Linked DNA regions of Danio rerio: region 1 is linked to region 2. A link is a contact called in public HiCAR-type data. All regions are on one chromosome and are shown on one strand. Each heading gives the region's core, a stretch centred on a gene start, on an enhancer-like site or on the middle of the called end of the contact. The rest is flanking DNA. Distances are from core to core; before and after follow the strand shown. Region 1 holds the start of fzd4 (frizzled class receptor 4). Region 2 holds the start of dync2h1 (dynein cytoplasmic 2 heavy chain 1).

Evidence for each region. HiCAR-type assays count read pairs that join an accessible place to other places.
Region 1: a HiCAR-type map of caudal fin shows a contact between it and region 2, with 6 times the contacts expected there. The contact joins the promoter of fzd4 here to the promoter of dync2h1 in region 2. A contact is called at or near these places in 1 of 18 Hi-C or Micro-C datasets (caudal fin) and 3 of 4 datasets of contacts at active chromatin or transcription factors (caudal fin, embryo and gastrula embryo).

Annotation. Positions count from the first base shown.
Region 1 is chr15:48,064,081-48,067,819 of GRCz12tu, forward strand. It overlaps fzd4 (frizzled class receptor 4), which reads left to right and starts at 2,174. Exons shown (of 2, transcript NM_001305469.1): 1 at 2,174-2,661. The coding sequence starts at 2,425.
Region 2 is chr15:47,926,882-47,930,216 of GRCz12tu, forward strand. dync2h1 (dynein cytoplasmic 2 heavy chain 1) reads right to left here and starts at 1,722. Exons shown (of 90, transcript NM_001423300.1): 1 at 1,443-1,722.

The DNA.
Region 1 (3,739 bases), core at 924-3,423, 140 kb after region 2:
TGCTGCAGAAAACTAGCTTTTTTAAGATAACCCAAATATCTGCTTTAGGTTATCTGTCGGCGTGGAAAAACTAATCAGAGACAAGAATGCAAAGTTTGTGTGTACGCATGCAGGACAATGATATAAAACTACCATCTCACTTCAATTCAGTTTAATTTTTCTTTATTTCTATAGCACTTTTAAATGTAGATTGAGTCAAAGCAGCTTAACATAGAAGTTCTAGTAAACTAAAACTGTGTCAGTCCGGTTTTCAGAGTTTAACTTTAGTTTAGTGTGGTTTAATTTTCACTTGTGAAAGTCCAAACACTGAAGCGCAAATCCATCGACGTGCAGCTGCACAGGTCCCAAAGCAAGCAAGTCAGTGGCGAGGAACAAAGTTTTAACAATTGACGAAAGTGAAGGAAAAAACTAAGACTGATTATATATATTTTAATTATATATGATGGGACGATCACCGGTTTCAAGGTTTACCACGTTTTGAAAAAAGTCAAGGTATTAAAACCTGGTAATTTTTATGGAAACAGTATCACCAGCTGAAAAGGAACCTCCACATCAAAAGCTGTTTAGCCCACTATTCGGCAAACAAGTAAAAACAAATCGCTAATAAACCAACATACAAACATGTTATGGACTTGAACAGTGCAGTGGCTTATTTGAAAAACACCTTGTCAAATAGTTATTTAAACTCATGAAGATAGCAGATGTCTATTGTTTATTTTAATTATTCAGCCATGTTTACTGTTGAAACATGTTTACTGCTTTAAAATATCTGAAATGTTTTTTTTTTAAATAAAATATATTGTGTTCAATGGGAAACAACTTGTTGTTTTTTACACAGACATTTAAATATAGACCATCACAATACCGTCATACTGTGAAAAACTGATATTTTTGTGCAAGGTTTTTATATCAGAATCTTATACCGGCCCATGCCTAATATATTTTTTCTGCTAAAAAATTTCTGCTATACCATTCCTAAGGTATGTGTACGATTTTTTATTTACGTTCTTTAAGTTTTTTTTTTGCTAAATATATCCAAAGATGCCGTTTTTAATAGTAAAAAAATGTTTTTAAAACTAACGAAGACAGGAGAAGGCAATGATTTATTTGAATTTTGAAAAAAAAAAAAATAAATAATATATATATATATATATATATATATACATATATATATATATATATATATATATATATATATATATATATATATATATATTTTTTTTTTTTTTTTTTTTTTTTTTTCCACTGCTCCAAAATATTATAAATGTTTCTCAAAATAAAATATATTGTGTTCAAAGAAAAAAGTTTTTGTTTTTACCCAGACATTTAAAAAGAATATATTTTAGATCAGTAACCACAATACTGCGAAACAGTAATATTTTTATCTAAGGTTATAGATAAAATTATTAGGCCCATGCCTAATAATAATAATAATATAATAATATATATATATATATATATATATATATATATATATATATATATATATATATATATATATATATATATATATATATATATATATATATATTCATTCTCTTTTCAGCTTCATCCCCACACAGCGGAATGAACTGCCAACTTATCCAGCACATGTTTTTTATGCAGCAACCCATTTGAACCTTAGAACATTTGAAATATATATATATATATATATATATATATATATATATATATATATATATATATATATATATATATATATATATATATATATATATAAAATGACATGCATATATTATTTTAATCAGTGTCATTATGGGTTTGTTTACTACTACTACTACTACTACATTTAGAGATTAATTTTAGTATTAATAAGTACAAACCATGTAACATGGCAGACAGACAATAGAGACTATAGTTCTATTGACTGTAATCAGTTATTACTGGGTTAATAAGCAATAATTTGTAAACATTCAAGAAACAATGAAGAATGTAAATCAAAAATTAAACCAATATGGAGTTGTTTTTAACTATCTATATACATTTTACCAACAAGGTGTGCAGGCTAGTCAACCTAAACTTACAACTCTCTCACTTTATCTGTTTTATTGTGCGGTGTTATTGTGGCCACGCTAAGCCCCGCCCCTGTCTTTGATGCGCGGCTGTGATTGGCTGACGCTGGTCCTGGGGCAGCTGTCCCGTCTCCGTCTAGACCTCAACCGGGCAGAACCCGCGCGACTGCGCCACGGACACACGGACGAGCTTCAAAACGACTGATACCCGTAGTAGACAGCGCTGTACGGTTTACTCCGGAACGGGACTAACGGGACACGGTGCCGTTTCGCACTTTAAACGGATTGGCTCGCTCTGGCACGGGATTGTGAGAAAGTTTTTTTGTCTATAGGCGCGTTTGAACTCCGGTAGGCTGGAATTTTAACGCTCCCGTGATTTGCTCGGACTTTTTATCAATCGGATTGTGTCGCTATGGCTCGGTTTGAGTTCGGGTTTGCGCTACTGGTGCTCGTGTTCGGGCTCGCGCACCCGTTCGGGGACGAGGAGGAGATGACCTGCGACCCGATCCGCATCTCCATGTGTCAGGATTTAGGCTACAATGTGACCAAGATGCCGAATCTGGTGGGAAACGTGCTACAATCCGACGCCGAGCTGCAACTGACCACATTTACACCCCTCATACAGTACGGCTGCTCGAGCCAGCTGAAGGTGAGAGATTACAACACACACACACACACACACTGTAACCAGACCCTACACACACACATCACACAGAAGTACTGCACTCAGCTTTCAAATCTTGGCTTCATAATGAAGCAACACTTCTAAAAGTATTATAAATCATCATAATTATGTAAAAAAGTAACAAATAAGATAAAATACTAGTAGTATTATTATTATTCGTAATCATTTTTGTTGTTATTATCAGTATTAATTGTATAATGGTCATAGAAAGAGTGTAGAAAAATGATTTATAATAGTAATAATTGTTTATACTATATTTACCCTTAAATAAAATGACAAAGTTGCAAAAATGTGTTTAATTTTATTTTATGTCTTATTGTTATGATGAACATTGTAGATTTATTTTTATGAAGTATTTGTGATGTGCAAATCTTATTAAAGTTATAGTAATATTAAAAAAAAAATATTTAAATCACTGTGCCAATAAAGTACTTACTTATAGTACAGTAGTTTGGATAAATAGGAACCTAATCTGTGCGCACAGCAGGAGTATAGAATCCACACTCACGCACACACACTATACTCTGCCTTACAGTGTTTGTCTCATTATACTTGTGATGATCAAATTTCAGTAATTGTCCTTAATAAATGCTAAAGAAAACCTCTAAAAACATACATCTATCTTCCTACATTGGTAAAAATTCTTCATAAGCATGCAAGACATAATATTTTAACCAAAGTGTTCATAAACATGCTTAATATATTTGAACTTAATTCTAAATATATCAAAAACTTACTGCGAACACACGTTAGGTATAATTCTAAGTTGATTATTCTGAAGACAGTATGATGTCCTCATCATAAGTGCGTGTGTATGTGTGTGTATGTATGTGTGTGTGTGTGAGCACTGAAGACAGAGGCAGTTGTTGTTTTATTGATTCAGCAGAGACAAAACCTCCCACTAGGATTCCCATGTTTGTTTGCTGGAGAATCTCGTGATTAAAGCAGCTTTAGATACCACAAACATCTTAAAGGGAGAGCACTTCTGTTCTTAGATCTTTAAAATGTCATGCTGGTGTATAAATGTGTTTTTAGTGCACGA
Region 2 (3,335 bases), core at 472-2,971:
GTAAATAAAGACAAGGAAGAATGTTTCAGTATTTACTCATTTATTTAATTACAATTATATATATATATATATATATATATATATATATATATATATATATATATATATATATATATATATATATATATAGAAATATATATGTACACAGATGAAGTCAGAATTATTAGCCCCCCTAAATTATTTGACACCCTATTTATTTTTTCCCTAATTTATGTTTAACAGAGAGAAGATTTCTTCAACACATTTCAAACATAATAGTTTTAATAACTGACAGATAAAACGTCATTTGGTTTAATGCAGTTTACTACTTGCACTCCTGTTACACAAACAACAAAAATTTATATTATATTTATATTATATGTGTATATTTCCACAATGAAGAAAAAAAAATGTTAATACATATGTGAAACTTTAGCGTGAACTAACTTTCTGTTTTCACCAAACAAAAGGAAGAATGTTTAGGCATTTACTTATTTATTTAATAACAATTATATATATATATATTTTTTTTATTTATTTATTTATTTATTTTTTTATTTTATTTTTTTTTTTGGGCTGCACAATATATTGCTACAGCAACAATATCACAATGTGGACATGCACAATAGTCACATAGCCGTATATGCAATGTTCAGTTATGATTAAATTTGACCAGGAGAAACAGTTCAGAAAAACATGAGAATTGTAAAGTTGTTAGAGAGTTTAACCATAATCGAGTGAATGGTTATCATTTGCACTTGTTTTTAAGGTCTGACAGAGTTCAAAGTAATCAGAAACATATATTATTTATTAATAAAGAATACTTTTATGGAATGAATTATACAGTAAAGACTTTTGCAGTGCTAATTTAAATCAATTACAATTAGTCATCTTTTGATTTTGAAATTATATTCATATCGCAACATAAATCACAGAAAAACTAAATATTGCAATGACAGTTATTGCCAATATTGTGCAGCCCTATTTCATATTATCAAGTTATATGATGTATACTTGTTATTGAGTTATAGAACTTCTATATTAAGCTGCTTTGACACAATCTACATTGTAAAAGCGCTATAGAAATAAAGATGAATTGAATTATATCCAAGTGATATCATTTCTCAAATGATAAACATTTATCTTACTAAAGTTTAGAACAAAATGTCACATTGCAAAGCTTTTAGGATCTTAAAAGTTAGTATTACTATTTCATGCAAACTATATCAATTCTAATATCGGCTATATGCGTTTAAAATGGTTTGTCAGTCTAGTTTACGTGCATTTTTGTAACAAACTGACTGATAATAAAACGTCATTAGGTTTAGTGCAGTGTAATTCCTGTTCACACAACAAACGACAAGAAAATGCGCTATGACTACTCATATAACACTAGAATGTATAAATATGTCTGCTGGAAAATATCATGAGATATTATAAATGAAGAAATAACAGTCTCTTACGGTGTGCAGAAGTCGGATGTTGAGAGTTTGTGCAGTTCTGCTGGAGGATTAGCACGCTAGGCTAACAGTCACGCTAACAGCCATCCTTCTCAAGAGAATTTACTCCTGCAAAATAAAACTAATAATCCGTTACCCTGAACGAAAGGGTTTATGGAAAGCAGGCTTGGTGCTCGGTTTCAAAATAATCATCAACATCTAATTCAAGGCATTTGGATGGTGGATGTGCTGAAGAAATGAATGTTGTGGCGCATTAGCGGTGAAGCTGGCGCGGTTGCCAAAGCAACTACGGCTACGTCGTGACGTAAAATGTGTCGTGAATAACGAGCGCGTACGTACAGAAACGAGCGTACAAAATCTTTAAAAAGCTTTCTGTGTTTTTGCTTGTATGCATGACTAGCATACAGAGGCTGGACAATGAAAATGAAACGCCAGGTTTTAGACCACAATAATTTATTAGTATGGTGTACTATTAGTAGTCGGTGCTGGAGGGCCAACTTGCTTCAACACACCTGCCTGGAAGTTTCTAGTATACCTAGTAAGAGCTTGATTGGCTAGTTCAGGTGTGTTTGATTATGGTTGGAGTTAAACTCTCCAGGACACCGGCCCTCCAGGACCGAGTGTGGACACCCCTGGTGTAGGGCCTCCTTTTGTGGCCAATACAGCATCAGTTCATCTTGGAATGATCGATAAGTCCTGCACAGTGGCCAGAGGGATTTTGAGCCATTCTTGTTGCAGAATAGTGGCCAGGTCACTGCGTGATGCCGGTGGAGGAAACCCTTTCCTGACTCCTCCAAAACACCTCAAAGTGCTCAATAACATTCAGGTCTGGTGATTGTGCAGGCCATGGAAGATGTTTAACTTCACTTTCATATTCATCAAACCACTCTGTCAACAGTCTTGCTTTGTGTTGGTGCATTAACATCCTGATACACACCACTGCCCTAAGGATACAATGTTCTGACCCATTGGGTGCTCAACAGTGACGCGCAGATCCGCACATGATCTGTCCGTCTGTGTCTGTTTTTCTCTCTCTCTCTCTCTCTCTCTCTCTCTCTCTCTCTATCTATCTATCTATCTATCTATCTATCTATCTATCTATCTATCTATCTGTTCGTCTGTGTCTATTTATCTGTCTGTCTGTCTACCTACCTGCCTACCTACCTACCTTTCTATCTATCCTGCTCGTCCGTCCATTTATCTATCTGTCCGTCTGCCCGTATGTCCATCCGTCCGTCCGTCCGTCCGTCTGTCTGTCTATCCATCCATTCCATTCCATCCATCCATCCATCCATCCATCCATCCATCCATCCATCTATCTATCTATCTATCTATCTATCTATCTATCTATCTATCTATCTATCTATCTATCTATCTATCTATCCCGTCCGTCCGTCCGTCCGTCCGTCCGGCCATCCATCCATCCATCCATCCATCCATCCATCCATCCATCCATCCATCCATCTATCCCATCCGTCCGTCCATCCATCCATCCATCCATCCATCCATCCATCCATCCATCCATCCATCCATTCGTCTGTCTGTCTGTCTGTCTGTCTGTCCGTCCGTTCGTCTGTCCGTCGATCTTTCTGTCTCTCTCTCTCTATCTCTCTCTCTCTCTCTCTCTCTCTCTCTCTCTCTCTTTATCTATCTATCTATCTATCTATCTATCTATCTATCTATCTATCTATCTATCTATCTATCTATCTATCTATCTATCTATCTATCTATCCCGTCCGTCCGGCCATCCATCCATTCATCCATCCATCCATCCATCCATCCATCCATCTGTCCCATCTGTCCGTCCATCTATCTATCTATCTATCTATCTATCTATCTGTCTGTCTGTCTGTCTGTCTGTCGATTTATCTATTTGTCTGTCTGTCTGTCCGTCCG